Regions from separate parts of the Salmo salar genome. Here region 2 is linked to region 1. The links are chromatin contacts, called in public Hi-C maps. All regions are on one chromosome and are shown on one strand. The core of a region is the stretch at or near the end of the contact, and the rest is flanking DNA. Distances in the headings are between cores, read along the strand shown. Region 1 overlaps LOC106575089 (alpha-1,6-mannosylglycoprotein 6-beta-N-acetylglucosaminyltransferase A). Region 2 holds the start of LOC106575089 (alpha-1,6-mannosylglycoprotein 6-beta-N-acetylglucosaminyltransferase A).

Region 1 (7,495 bases), core at 3,178-5,677:
TTCCGGCACCCCTGCAGAAGAACACGAGGTCTGTGTCCCCAATGGCACCATATTCCCTAATCCTTACATAGCGCACTACTTTTGACCAGAGCCCATAGAGTAGTGCACTACATAGGGAATAGGGTGCCATTGGGGACACAAACACGAGGTCTGCTTGCCCCTGGACTTAAATATGCACGGGCCCAGTGAGGGGAGAGAGAAAGAAAAGCTCTCACTTTGCTATTCTCAATTCATCTCTCTGTGAATTCCTCTTATTCATCTATTCTAATCGAGCCCCCTTGGAATTTGTGATCACGCTCTCTGCTTCTCTGACTGGTACAAGCGTATGTGTACCCGAGGCATTAGGAAATGAGACTGGGAGAGTTTTCATTTCAGACTGTGCTAAAAGAATAGAAAGGAGAGAATGCGAGCAGGGAAACATGTATTGTGTGTGTGTGTGTGTTTTAAGGGTACCTTCTGACTGAGGATTGAGCGGATGGCTCTGTCCACCTCTGCAGGGTTGTCGATGTTCACCGTCCACACGTGGGGCTGGCCAATATACACCTCAGCATATGGGTGCTGGGAGGTCAACTGCATGGGAACACATTTTTATTGAATTTCTTCCGACTGCCATGAAAATACTTTTGGCAAGCTGAAGAAAACGCACAATATATATGTTTTATTATTTATTCACGTTCATATTTCAGTCATTTAGCAGGTTTGGCAGCTGCTCTTATCCAGACAATACTGAAGTCATATTGGCTGAATTGGCTAGTCAGCTAATAAATAGACAGTTATTTTTTTTATCTTTAGTCCCTTGGCAGGCTAAAAACAGAAACGCAGGACAGAATCAAAACAGACATGACACAGTAGTTCACTTCAATAGGAGAGCATTGAAGTCGAGTCACATCACAGATGAAGAAGTACTGTGCGCACACGCTCAACAAACTAGACCCTATCCTTCAAACACCAGACTGACTTATTACAGAGGACCTGTCATGAATAAAAGAAAGGAGAGGTAATAGCACAGAAGTGAATAGAGGACTAGGTTATGTCTCTCTCTCTCCCTCACACACACACACACTTTGACTGGGGGATCCCTGGGCAGAGTGGCGCCTCTCACCTCTCTCAGGGTGGGCTTGCCCTTGAAGAAGTCCGTGTTTTTGCTGCTCTTGGGAGGGGTGAACTTGGGGTTGAGGAAGGCACAGCCATTGGCTATGGCCTCTAGGGGGGCGGGGCCTTCGTAGGGGAAGGACAGGCCAACAAACAGCTGTGGAGAAAAAGAGCATTACATTTACATTGACATTTAGCAGACGCTATTGTCCAGAGCAACTTACAATCAATGCATTCAACTAAGTTCAGTAGGAAACAACAACTACATATCACAGTTATTGCAAGTAGACTCTTATTTGAAATTGACCCCATCAGCAGAATCAGTGCCAGGAAGAGAAAAAAAACGATTGCAGAATTCCCACAGCCTTGTCTTTGTCTTTTTGCTCTGCACCAGCAGCATACCCAGCCTGCTTTTATTGGTTCTTAACCATTCCTAAGTGTTCTGCTATAAAACTGGCTCGTAAAAGAGGGCTTCTCCTGTCTGGTAAGCACAGCCACAAGATCTCAGTCGCTTTAGTGTGGTGTGTGTGTGTGGTGTCGGCCCAAGGAGAGGCTAAACGCGGAGTTCACACAACATGGTAGAGTGAAGACGTGCACACACACGTGCACTGACAAACAATGACCAGAGGAGGAAGTAAGGCTTGTGGTGTTGTTAGGATTGGTCTCTGGATATGAGACTCATGGGCTTGAAACCCCTGACCTGTTTTTACTTGGAAAAAATGCATATGCATGCCAGGGATAAAACGTAAAAATAAATTGGAGCAATAAAGAAAAGCAGAACATTGGCAAAGCCAGCAGAAATGGACAGACTGTGTAAATAAGTGTGTATTGTTTTATGTACTAACCCATCTGGTTCAAGCACTACTCAGCACTGAGACAAGTACAGTAGCTGCAGTACTTGTATTACCTGTACTACTAGCTCTCGTCATGAAACACGCTCATCACACAGATACGCTCCTGTCCTTGGAGAGAAGAGGCCGTGCCAATCATCACAACAAAGACTCCATACACACAAAGGATAATAGGAAACCCATTGAGCTGGATGACCAAAGCAAATATCTGAGAGGCTCTTCTAACATGCTGGAACCAGAGGTGACTAGTCCGTGAAGCGTGCCACAATAATGTGTTTGTCTGAGGCCCCATTAGTAAAAAGAGAGCCGTTGGAGCTGGGGTTGTTATAGCGGAGGGCCGGCGACGGCCACAATGGCTGGTCTGTGAGTCGGCGAGAGCCAGATCCCACCGGGTCAGTGCCGGCCATGCCTGGGGAGACAGACGGTCTCTTTAGTTCAGCCCACTGTTGGCAACACTGCTGTACACGGACTCTCCCATATCATCCCTTCTCTTCAGTCTATACCCATATCATCCTTCTCTTCAGTCTATACCCATATCATCCTTCTCTTCAGTCTATACCCATACCATCCCTTCTCTTCAGTCTATACCCATATCATCCTTCTCTTCAGTCTATACCCATATCATCCTTCTCTTCAGTCTATACCCATATCATCCTTCTCTTCAGTCTATACCCATATCATCCTTCTCTTCAGTCTATACCCATATCATCCTTCTCTTCAGTCTATACCCATATCATCCTTCTCTTCAGTCTATACCCATATCATCCTTCTCTTCAGTCTATACCCATACCATCCCTTCTCCTCAGTCTATACCCATATCATCCTTCTCTTCAGTCTATACCCATATCATCCTTCTCTTCAGTCTATACCCATATCATCCTTCTCTTCAGTCTATACCCATATCATCCTTCTCCTCAGCCACTGTACCTCACTACTCTCCTTAACAGCTACTGTGTGTGCAGGGTCTTGTTCCAGCCCTGCAGTAACACATCTAACTCAGCTAATCATGGTCCAGAGTGAAATCCTTATCAGGGTTACTTAAAAAAGGTGTGTTAGTGACAAGCTGGAGCAAAAGCCCACAGTCCCAGGACAGTAGCTCCCCAGAACCGGAGAACCCCAATGTAAACACTGAACAGCAGTGGGACACAGTATTGACTGCAGCTTTCAGTGTTTCGTCAACAGGTGGCAGCAGAGGCTGACTGGTGGTGCTTCCTCCCAGGCAAGAGTGCAGCCCAGTGAGCCCACAGGCCTGACAAACAGCTGCTATTTATAGATCAAACTCCTCTCAGACAGTGTAGCATAGCACAGCATACAAAAGCATAGCGTAGCATATGCTAAATGGATATTGTGAGAAGGAATCTATATAGGGGATGGTGAGAAGGTGAGAGGCAACCAGGCTCGTTGTAAGTGCTTCAGATATCACTTTGAAAAGGTAGCTAGCGATGTGAAAGGGAAGAGCAGCGAATACAGTGACCTTCGATGAAATACAGTACTTGAACAACTTCAGAAGAATAATGTGGTCATATGCCAGTATAAAGAAGGCAGAGACCTAGGAGAGAAAATCCAGTGATCCAGCACTAAATACAGCAGACTAATGTTATACCTTGGACTGTTATTTCAACAGAAGGGCCCTTTTGCAATAGCATGAATCTGGAGTGAAGTTTCCCCTAGTGACAGAATAGATGCTTGCAAGCAAGCATGCTACTGTACTAAGCTGTGCACTGGACAAATAAAGTCTGATTTAATTTTGTTCTAGGGTCAGCTTACCCTCCCTGCATCTTAACCATAACCATTAGTGGGGGAAAAAGCAAAACAGACCCAAGATCAGAGTGTAGGGGCAACGTCACCCTACTCCAGACCAATGCTTCATCTTGGACGGTTATTTCAATAGAAGGGCACTTGGCCATAGCATGACAGAGGAGATGAACACGTTCGACTGGTCTAAAGGATATGCTGGCTATGGAAACAACCCAAGGTCAAACCACATTCCACACAGGGAACATGCAAATTGCATGAAGAGCGGGAGGACAATAATCGTAGCCTACTGTACTTCCTTCTAGGTACAAAGTTGAATTCTGTCATAAAGAGATAATTAGGACCTTAGATCAACATGAGCCCTGTCTTCGATACAGTTGTAAACGCAAGGTAGTCTACGTTTTGTGAGATTTGGTATTTAATTAGGATCCCCATTAGCTACAGCCAAAGCATTCAAATCAAATCACATTTTATTGGTCACATACACGTGTTTAGCGGATGTCATTGCGAGTGTAGCAAAATGCTTGTCTTAATACCAATGCCATACAATATTATACTAGGGTAGTATAATGCTGGTTCATTGCCAACTCTATACAGTGCCTTCCACCCCTGCCCTGTTTTATACTGTATCTATGTATTCCGTGTTGTTTTGCCAAAAATCTCGGGGGAGCAATTAACACAAGCAATCTGTTAGCAGGTAAATGCTTTATTCATAAAGAGGAGCAGGGAGGAAAGCGTGGCTGGAAAACACCTTGCCTCATTCTTCTTGTTATCTCAACAACACAATACTGCTGCTAAGGTCTGGATTTATGGCAATTCATTAGCGCTCCCTCCGGGCTTCCAAAAACCAGGTTAATGAGAAGATCTTGAAGATCTCCTCCACTCTCTCTCTCTCCTTCCAAAGATCTCCTTCACCCTCTCCCTCTCTCTTTCCAAAGATCTCCTCCACCTTCTCCCCCCTCTCTCCATCCAAAGATCTCCTCCACTCTCTCTCTCCTTCCAAAGATCTCCCCCTCTCTCTCTCTCCTTCCAAAGATCTCCCCCTCTCTCTCTCTCCTTCCAAATACCTCCTCCTCTCTCTCTCTCTCTTTCCAAAGATCTCCTCCCCCTCTCTCTCTTCTTCCAAAGATCTTGATAACTCTCTCTCTCCTTCCATAGATCTCCTCCACTATCTCTCTCTCCTTCCAAAGATCTCCTCCTCTCTCTCTCTCTCTCTCTCTCTCTCTCTCCTTCCAAAGATCTCCTCCACTCTCTCCTTCCAAAGATCTCCTCCACTCTCTCTCTCTCCTTCCAAAGATCTCCAATCTCTCTCCTTCCAAAGATCTCCCCCCCCTCTCTCTCCTTCCAAAGATCTCCTCCCCCCTCTCTCTCCTTCCAAAGATCCCCCCCTCTCTCTCCTTCCAAAGATCTCCCCCTCTCTCTCTCTCCTTCCAAAGATCTCCTCCACTCTCTCTCTCCTTCCATAGATCTCCTCCACTCTCTCTCTCCTTCCAAAGATCTCCTCCACTCTCTCTCCCTCCTTCCAAAGATCTCCTCCAATCTCTCTCTTTCCAAAGATCTCCTCCAATCTCTCTCTCTCCTTCCAAAGATCTCCTCCAATCTCTCTCTCTCCTTCCAAAGATCTCCTCCAATCTCTCTCTCTCCTTCCAAAGATCTCCTCCACTCTCTCCTTCCAAAGATCTCCTCCACTCTCTCTCTCCTTCCAAAGATCTCCTCCTCTCTCTCTCTCTCTCTCCTTCCAAAGATCTCCTCCACTCTCTCCTTCCAAATATCTCTTCCACTCTCTCTCTCTTCTTCCAAAGATCTCTGATAACTCTCTCTCTCCTTCCATAGATCTCCTCCACTATCTCTCTCTCCTTCCAAAGATCTCCTCCTCTCTCTCTCTCTCTCTCTCTCTCTCTCCTTCCAAAGATCTCCTCCACTCTCTCCTTCCAAAGATCTCCTCCACTCTCTCTCTCTCCTTCCAAAGATCTCCAATCTCTCTCCTTCCAAAGATCTCCTCCACACTCTCTCTCCTTCCAAAGATCTCCTCCACCCTCTCTCTCCTTCCAAAGATCTCCTCCACTTACTCTCTCCTTCCAAAGATCTCCTCCACCCTATCCCTCCTTCCAAAGATCTCCTCCACCCTCTCGCTCTCTCTCTCCTTCCATAGATCTCCTCCCCCTCTCTCTCCTTCCAAAGATCTCCTCCACTCTCTCTCCTTCCAAAGATCTCTTCCACTCTCTCTCTCTCTTCTTCCAAAGATCTCTGATAACTCTCTCTCTCCTTCCATAGATCTCCTCCACTATCTCTCTCTCCTTCCAAAGATCTCCTCCTCTCTCTCTCTCTCTCTCTCCTTCCAAAGATCTCCTCCACTCTCTCCTTCCAAAGATCTCTTCCACTCTCTCTCTCTTCTTCCAAAGATCTCTGATAACTCTCTCTCTCCTTCCATAGATCTCCTCCACTATCTCTCTCTTCTTCCAAAGATCTCCTCCTCTCTCTCTCTCTCTCTCTCTCTCCTTCCAAAGATCTCCTCCACTCTCTCCTTCCAAAGATCTCCTCCACTCTCTCTCTCTCCTTCCAAAGATCTCCAATCTCTCTCCTTCCAAAGATCTCCTCCACACTCTCTCTCCTTCCAAAGATCTCCTCCACCCTCTCTCTCCTTCCAAAGATCTCCTCCACTTACTCTCTCCTTCCAAAGATCTCCTCCACCCTATCCCTCCTTCCAAAGATCTCCTCCACCCTCTCGCTCTCGCTCTCCTTCCATAGATCTCCTCCCCCTCTCTCTCCTTCCAAAGATCTCCTCCACTCTCTCTCCTTCCAAAGATCTCTTCCACTCTCTCTCTCTCTTCTTCCAAAGATCTCTGATAACTCTCTCTCTCCTTCCATAGATCTCCTCCACTATCTCTCTCTCCTTCCAAAGATCTCCTCCTCTCTCTCTCTCTCTCTCTCTCCTTCCAAAGATCTCCTCCACTCTCTCCTTCCAAAGATCTCCTCCACTCTCTCTCTCCTTCCAAAGATCTCCAATCTCTCTCCTTCCAAAGATCTCCTCCACTCTCTCTCTCTCCTTCCAAAGATTTCCTCCACTCTCTCTCTCCTTCCAAAGATCTCCTCCACACTCTCTCTCCTTCCAAAGATCTCCTCCACCCTCTCTCTCCTTCCAAAGATCTCCTCCACTTACTCTCTCCTTCCAAAGATCTCCTCCACCCTATCCCTCCTTCCAAAGATCTCCTCCACCCTCTCTCTCTCTCTCTCCTTCCATAGATCTCCTCCCCCTCTCTCTCCTTCCAAAGATCTCCTCCACTCTCTCTCCTTCCAAATACCTCCTCCACTCTCTCTCTCTCTCCTTCCATAGATCTCCTCCCCCTCTCTCTCTCCTTCCAAAGATCTCCTCCCCCCTCTCTCTCTCCTTCCAAATATCTACTCCTTCCAAAGATCTCCTCCACTCTCTCTCTCCTTCCAAAGATCTCCTTCACTCTCTCTCTCTCCTTCCAAAGATCTCCTCCACTCTCTCTCTCCTTCCAAAGATCTCCTTCACTCTCTCTCTCTCCTTCCAAAGATCTCCTCCTATCTCTCTCTCTCTCTCTCTCTCTCTCTCTCTCCTTCCAAATACCTCCTCCTCTCTCTCTCGCTCTTTCCAAAGATCTCCTCCACTCTCTCTCTCCTTCCAAAGATCTCCTCCACACTCTCTCTCCTTCCAAAGATCTCCTCCACCCTCTCTCTCTCCTTCCAAAGATCTCCTCCACACTCTCTCTCCTTCCAAAGATCTCCTCCACTCTCCCTCTCTCCTTCCAAAGATCTCCTCCACTCTCTCTCTC
Region 2 (7,495 bases), core at 3,412-5,911, 130 kb after region 1:
AGGTGGGGACCACAGACCACTTCTCAGTTCCAATGCTTCCTGGCTGATGTTTTGGTCTGGCGGTGTTGGCTGGCGGTGTTTTCACTCTAGTGGTAGCATGAGACGGAGTCTACAACCCACACAAGTGGCTCAGGTAGTGCAGCTCATGCAGGATGGCACATCAATGCGAGCTGTGGCAAGAAGGTTTGCTGTGTCTGTCAGCGTAGTGTCCAGAGCATGGAGGCGCTACCAGGAGACAGACCAGTACATCAGGAGACGTGGAGGAGGCCGTAGGAGGGCAACAACCCAGCAGCAGGACCGCTACCTCCGCCTTTGTGCAAGGAGGAGCAGGAGAAGCACTGCCAGAGCCCTGCAAAATGACCTCCAGCAGGCCACAAATGTGCATGTGTCTGCTCAAACGGTCAGAAACAGACTCCATGAGGGTGGTATGAGGGCCCGACGTCCACAGGTGGGGGTTGTGCTTACAGCCCAACACCGTGCAGGACGTTTGGCATTTGCCAGAGAACACCAAGATTGGCAAATTCGCCACTGGCGCCCTGTGCTCTTCACAGATGAAAGCAGGTTCACACTGAGCACGTGACAGACGTGACAGAGTCTGGAGACGCCGTGGAGAACGTTCTGCTGCCTGCAACATCCTCCAGCATGACCGGTTTGGCGGTGGGTCAGTCATGGTATGGGGTGACATTTCTTTGGGGGGCCGCACAGCCCTCCATGTGCTTGCCAGAGGTAGCCTGACTGCCATTAGGTACAGAGATGAGATCCTCAGACCCCTTGTGAGACCATATGCTGGTGCGGTTGGCCCTGGGTTCCTCCTAATGCAAGACAATGCTAGACCTCATGTGGCTGGAGTGTGTCAGCAGTTCCTGCAAGAGGAAGGCATTGATGCTATGGACTGGCCCACCCCTTCCCCAGACCTGAATCCAATTGAGCACATCTGGGACATCATGTCTCGCTCCATCCACCAACGCCACGTTGCACCACAGACTGTCCAGGAGTTGGCGGATGCTTTAGTCCTGGTCTGGGAGGAGATCCCTCAGGAGACCATCCGCCACCTCATCAGGAGCATGCCCAGGCGTTGTAGGGAGGTCATACAGGCACGTGGAGGCCACACACACACTACTGAGCCTCATTTTGACTTGTTTTAAGGACATTAAATCATAGTTGGATCAGCCTGTAGTGTGGTTATCCACTTTAATTTTGAGTGTGACTCCAAATCCAGACCTCCATGGGTTGATAAATTGGATTTCCATTGATTATTTTTGTGTGATTTTGTTGTCAGCACATTCAACTATGTAAAGAAAAAAGTATTTAATAAGATTATTTCTTTCATTCAGATCTAGGATGTGTTGTTTAAGTGTTCCCTTTATTTTTTTGAGCAGTATACTTCTGTGTATTGATTTTAAGAAAGGCATTGATGTTTATGGTTGGAGCAACGTGTACCTAAGCGATTATATGCAACGCAGGAAAGGCTAGATAAACTAGTAATATCATCAACCATGTGTAGTTAACTAGTGATTATGATTGATTGATTGTTTTTTATAAGATAAGTTTAATGCTAGCTAGCAACTTACCTTGGCTTCTTACTGCATTCGCGTAACAGGCAGGCTCCTCGTGGAGTGCAATGTAAAGCAGGTGGTTAGAGCGTTGGCCTAGTTAACCGTAAGGTTGCAAGATTGAATCCCCAAGCTGACAAGGTAAAAATCTGTCGTTCTGCCCCTGAACAAGACAGTTAACCCACCGTTCCTAGGCCGTCATTGAAAATAACAATGTGTTCTTAACTGACTTGCCTAGTTAAATAAAAGGTGTAAAAAATCTAAATTTAAAATTAAAAAATCTAAATTCAAAATAAATGTAAAAACATTAAAAATACAGATTTCCGATTGTTATGAAAACTTGAAATCGGCCCTAATTAATCAGTCGACCTCTAGTTCTAACTGATAATTAATTGCACCCAACTGGTGTGCCAGGTCTAAATCAGTCCCTGATTAGAGGCGAACAACGGAAGAAAGCAGTGGAACTGGCTTCGAGGGTCAGAGTTGAGTTTGAGGGCTCTACATTATAGTTGTTTGTTTTGTTACAGAAACTGAAATTAGGGGAACTATTAACATTTTTGCAACCAGGAAATGACAGAGCGATATCTGCAATGTTGTATAAACAAAGACCAGGTAGAAACATAAAATAGAATGACTAGGTTATGTATATGGTATAAACAGTGCTATTGCAGGCATTGAATCCGGTCCCGAGCTAAAAGCTCCTATTTGCATTCCTCCATTCCTAAGCTGAACAACGCAACTATTTGCTTTTAATAGAAAGTTGTGTGGTATACAAGCCAGTGTTAAAATACTGACTGCTGTATATTTAGCCCAAGCCTTTCCATCTGCCTTGACAAAGTGAGATGATATCATATGATTCAATCTACAGCTTAATCAAGTGATGAAAGGCTTAATTACAAGCTCTACCTTGCCCTTCAAAAGGAATCATAAACAGCTCATCTCTTTGATACAAAAACAAGCACCAAGGTGAGGTAATCTTCAATCCCTCCAAAAAAATAACTTTAAACATGCTCGAAGCGAATATTAGCCTACATCTCAATACAGAATTCACTAGTGACATGTGACATTTTAAGGAAAAGCAGAGGCTTAAAAAAACCTGAAGCTTTGGACTTGCCCAACCATTTACACAGAAGGTGATTGTATTGGGCTATACTGCGGTGTTCGCCTAAGTCAGTTCGAGCCGAACACAGTGACCAAGCACAGTGAGTGGGTGGCACAAAGAGAGGGAGGCAGTGGTGTGTGTGTGTACAGGCCGTGAGGAGTAGGACCCCTTTAATCAGAGAGAGACTTAATCTTCTGCTGCTCTGGGCGAAACCATCAACAAGCCCACCTCCGTCCCATCCCTCCATCACCTCCAGCCCTGCCCAATGATGCGGTCCCAACGATTTATCTTGCCAGCAGCAAGGCATGCCACTGGAGCAAAGCTCCTTTCAAGCAGATTTATACTCCCCAAGAGCTGCAGCAAAGGTGCTTGAAAGAGCTCTTTATAAAGGCAAGGAAGCCAGCAGCTCACCTCTGCTAACTGCAGTCCCAATGGCCGTTTGATAGTCAGGATAATAAGCTAAGCAGTGAGGTGAACAGAATCAGAAACCCAATATCACCTCAATTACAACTGCCAGTGTGTCCTCCATCTTAATCACACTTCTTCATTACCAAGGGGATAAGAAAGAGCCAACCTCCAAGAGAAGATACTAAACATCAAAAGCTGAATGTTTTATGTTTTCATGGCACCAACCATAACTATACCTGTACCTGAGCCAAATTCCTTAGAGTAAGTATACTGTAGAGAATGTGGACTACAGTTGTAATTACAGAGTACACTGGACTGTTTCCAAGGGGATTACTGGGTGTTTGAATAAATCTCCTGGGTTGTAAGAGAAGCACTCTTTCAGATCTACTCAGAGGATTGCAGCCAAGGCAGTATTGAGCAACCCAATCACTGAGCTATAGGAAGTTAGGAACATATAGTGAGCTAGCTCTCACAGTGGAAAGTGTGGGGAAAGTGTTTTTCATACTTATCCACAAAGGACACGTCACATATATTACCGTGGTCACAAAACCTTTTAATTGATACATTTTCACGTGTAGTTATATTGTAGTAACATTGCTTTATGTTAACACCTCTAGCTAGCTAGATACCTTTCAAACAGCAATTCAAGCGACATAGCCAGTAGTGTCACTTCTATCATATCATGCCAAGAATCGAATTCAAGAGAATGTTAGCTATTATTAGTAGTACTAGTATTAAATCAATGCAACCAGAGCTATGATTCTGTGTTATCATGAAAACAGTAGACATCTGTTGACAACAAAACCTGCACTGGCAGGGTTTGCTAATGTCACTGCAAAACTGTCAATGATAGGTAGGTAGGCTATAATATGGCTAGCTAGTTACTCTCGTCTGACCGCGCACTCAAATAATCGACAACAGACAATTTTAGCCAGCTAGAAAGTAGCCCCGTCCATAACTAGCCACTCTGTTTTTAGGGATAGCAAGGAAGCCAGTATGTTTGCATTCCAACGGTTTTAAACTACCAGGTTAGCTGACTCGCTGACAAGCTAACCATTATATTGGATAGGTCAGATGGATTATTAGTAACATTTGGACGCTGCGGTATGCGATTCTTTACTAGTTCGCGCTAGCTGTCACATGCAGTAGTTTCTCAGCAAGTCAACTAACGTTAGCTAGCTTGCTACTCATGGAGCTAACAATAACATGACTGTAATAGCTGTTAACGAGAGATATCTGACAAGAAACGGGAACAAACTGAAATAGCTAGCTAGCTAGAGATGAGTCTGGCTTTCTGGTCATCCTTGAGCGTCATTGAGCAGCACTTCTAACCGCAGTGACAAGTCGCTCGTAGTACGATTGGGAGAATACTGCGTCTGCAATGAAAATGCTATGTTGTGAAATCATATTACAGCTTACCTTTCGGAGAGTAGAGTGGTCCAAATTGACTTCGGGGCTCAGGTTTTGTTTTATGCTGATATGACAACAGATGCTACAGGATTCCGTATGAATGGACAGTTACTGTAGCTTGCTCCGGTTTTCCGCTCCAGCGCTCGAGCCTTTTCTTTCGCTCTGTCACTTCCAGCGCCTTGTCCTAACGCAAAGGCTATTTAGGGATCCTCTGAATGTTGGTGTCCCCTTGAAATAACGAAAAAAAAGAGAGCAACGTTTACCTTTATGAGAAAATGATAAGCATAAATTGTATTACATGTTACATTGGTGCTGTTTTATTCATATTTAGAACCATGTTTATTTTATATTTCGCATATGTACCAATTGCATGTGTCATACAAGGAATTGCGGTCCTTAAGAGATCACAAATAGGGGAAAACGATATGCATAAACTATTTATGTGGTGAATAATTCCATGTTAACTGAAAGCAAACTATATATTATTTTCAGTTTTCTTACTTTCATATGTTCATTATAAGTAGCCGAATCTACACGGCAGCCCAATCCCTAGGCTGCGTAGTGTCATATGACAACAAAATCACCATTCTCCCTTAAAAAAGGTGAACAAAATAAAAAAGACAAACTTAGTGATTGCTGCCATCGGCTGGCCTTTTGTATACTGAAATATATACTGATAGAGTTTAAAGAAATCCAAACTGTTGGTCTGAGAGGCACACTAGAGGGCATCCACAGCACAGTTTTATATGCCAATATTATGGGGACATTAATTAGAACATAACAGGATGTGAAATGGCACACCAATCCTACTTTGATATTTTCCTGCCAAAATACAGCAACATTCCAGGCGTACTCACTTATCTAATCCATAGCAAGTGACACATTGATAATCAAACTTTTTATTACAAAAGTATTTTAGATTTGCTTTAAATTTTTGATTTTGATGGTGGTTAGTTAAAAACATTTTGGGGGGCATTCCCAAAGTCCCCCTAAAACACCAGTCCCCCAGGCCTAGACATTGGCAACTCAACCCGTCCATATCACATTGATATTGTAATTGTTAGGCTGTGGACCGCATTATGAAAGCGCTCCATCTTCAAAGGAAGTATAAATTACAGATAAGCCCCCTCCCAAAGCTCAGAATTATTGTATCACGGGATTTATTCATTTATTTACCCCTCTTGATTTAAAGACATACTTCTATGAAGAGGCCCCTCTCAACTTTGAGAGGAGAATGTCTTGTACTTGCCATTGAAATCTGAAGAGGCACCAAATAAAGCCTGCAGGTGTAGGCCTAATGCACCTTACTCAAAATGGACAGCATTTAGTCAGGATCATTACAAGATGATTATGATAAGACATTTTTAGGGAGTCACACATGCTCTTTATGACAAGTCTTACATTGCATTACACTGCATAACAATGCATTAAAGGCTTTAAGTAAAGTGTTACCAAAATTAAATCTAATCCAAACTAAGTGTAAAGTAGAGCACCTATCCACTGGTAGCTACCAGCATGTTAACCTGTAGTAAACTGGGTCCCATTGGAATGTTAATGCTACTATAGCCACTGACCAACTCTGCTGCATATTCCCCCTCAATCCAATCATGATTCATGGCTCTCAGAGCCTCAGACACATTCAGTGAACAACTCGTGCAGAAGGCTCATAATAATTTGACATGGTTTGTACCCGCCATCTGTGAAATCTGAGTAAATCATGCTCCTCAGCATAGAAATATAATCTATTAATCTTCTATTCATGTTCTTATTATCTACTCATTCTATGCCAGTCGGGAGGTTGATTGACTGTATCAGAGGTGATTGTAATGTTAACGGGATTGGGTCAATTCAGAAAAGCAAATGATAGGCCTACTATGATCAACTTCCTTTTGTGCGGTGGACATGGTCCCTATAATGTGCATTATTTTTCACCAGAGCCCTATGAGCCCTGATCAAAAGTAGTGCACTATGTAGGGAATTGGGTGCCATTTGGGACGCAGTCATGACTGTGACCATTTTACTTTTCATCACGAGATTGCCTAAATATACTGTATTACATCCAGGGAATTATTGTCATTTACAACTTTGGATAACCCTAATCATGCTGTAACACATATTGTAGGGTGGCTTGCAAAAGTATTCACCCCCTTGGCATGTTTCCTATTTTGTTGCCTTACAACCTGGAATTAAAATAGATTTTTGGGGGGTTTGTATCATTTGATTTATGCAACATGCCTACCACTTTGAAGATGCAAAATATTTTTTACTTTGAAACAAACAAGAAATAAGACAATAAAACTGAAAACTTGAGCGTGTATAACTATTCACCCCCCCCCCCCCAAAAGTCAATACTTTGTAGAGCCACCTTTTGCAGCAATTACAGCTGCAAGTGTCTTGGGATATGTCTCTATTAGCTTGGCACATCTAGCCACTGGGATTTTTGCCCATTCTTCAAGGCAAAACTACTCCAGCTCCTTCAAGTTGGATGGGTTCCGCTGGTGTACAGCAATCTTTAAGTCATACCACAGATTCTGAGTTGGATTGAGGTCTGGGCTTTGACTAGGCCATTCAGAGACATTTAAATGTTTCCCATTAAACCACTCGAGGGTTGCTTTAGCAGTATGCTTAGGGTCATTGTCTTGCTGGAAGGTGAACCTCTGTCCCAGTCTCAAATCTCTGGAAGACTGAAACAGGTTTCCCTCAAGAATTTCCCTGTATTTTGCGCCATCCATCATTCCTTCAATTCTGACCAGTTTCCCAGTCCCTGCCGATGAAAAACATCCCCACAGCATGATGCTGCCACCACCATGCTTCACTGTGGGGATGGTATTCTTGGGGTGATGAGAGGTGTTTGGTTTGTGCCAGACATATAGTTTTCCTTGATGGCCAAAAAGCTCAATTTTAGTCTTATCTGATCAGAGTACCTACTTCCATATATTTGGGGAGTCTCCCAGATGCCTTTTGGCAAACACCAAACGTGTTTGCTTATTTGTTTCTTTAAGCAATGGCTTTTTTTTGGACA

The links. A called contact is a pair of places that touch in the nucleus more often than the background predicts.
Region 2: a Hi-C map of gill shows a contact between it and region 1, with 9 times the contacts expected there. The contact joins the promoter of LOC106575089 here to the enhancer-like site in region 1. A contact is called at or near these places in 3 of 3 Hi-C or Micro-C datasets (blood, gill and muscle).

Annotation. Positions count from the first base shown.
Region 1 is chrssa17:9,727,689-9,735,183 of Ssal_v3.1, forward strand. LOC106575089 (alpha-1,6-mannosylglycoprotein 6-beta-N-acetylglucosaminyltransferase A) reads right to left here. Exons shown (of 17, transcript XM_014151270.2): 13 at 1,103-1,249; 14 at 454-570. Among protein-coding and RNA genes, the nearest start is that of tm163, 59 kb to the left of the region's middle. Within about 2 kb of position 4,428, at least 1 of the 13 cell types and tissues checked has an H3K27ac peak or open chromatin away from gene starts, as enhancers often do. A contact at or near this core is called in gill, where this site is marked.
Region 2 is chrssa17:9,857,266-9,864,760 of Ssal_v3.1, forward strand. LOC106575089 (alpha-1,6-mannosylglycoprotein 6-beta-N-acetylglucosaminyltransferase A) reads right to left here and starts at 4,662. Exons shown (of 17, transcript XM_014151270.2): 1 at 4,483-4,662.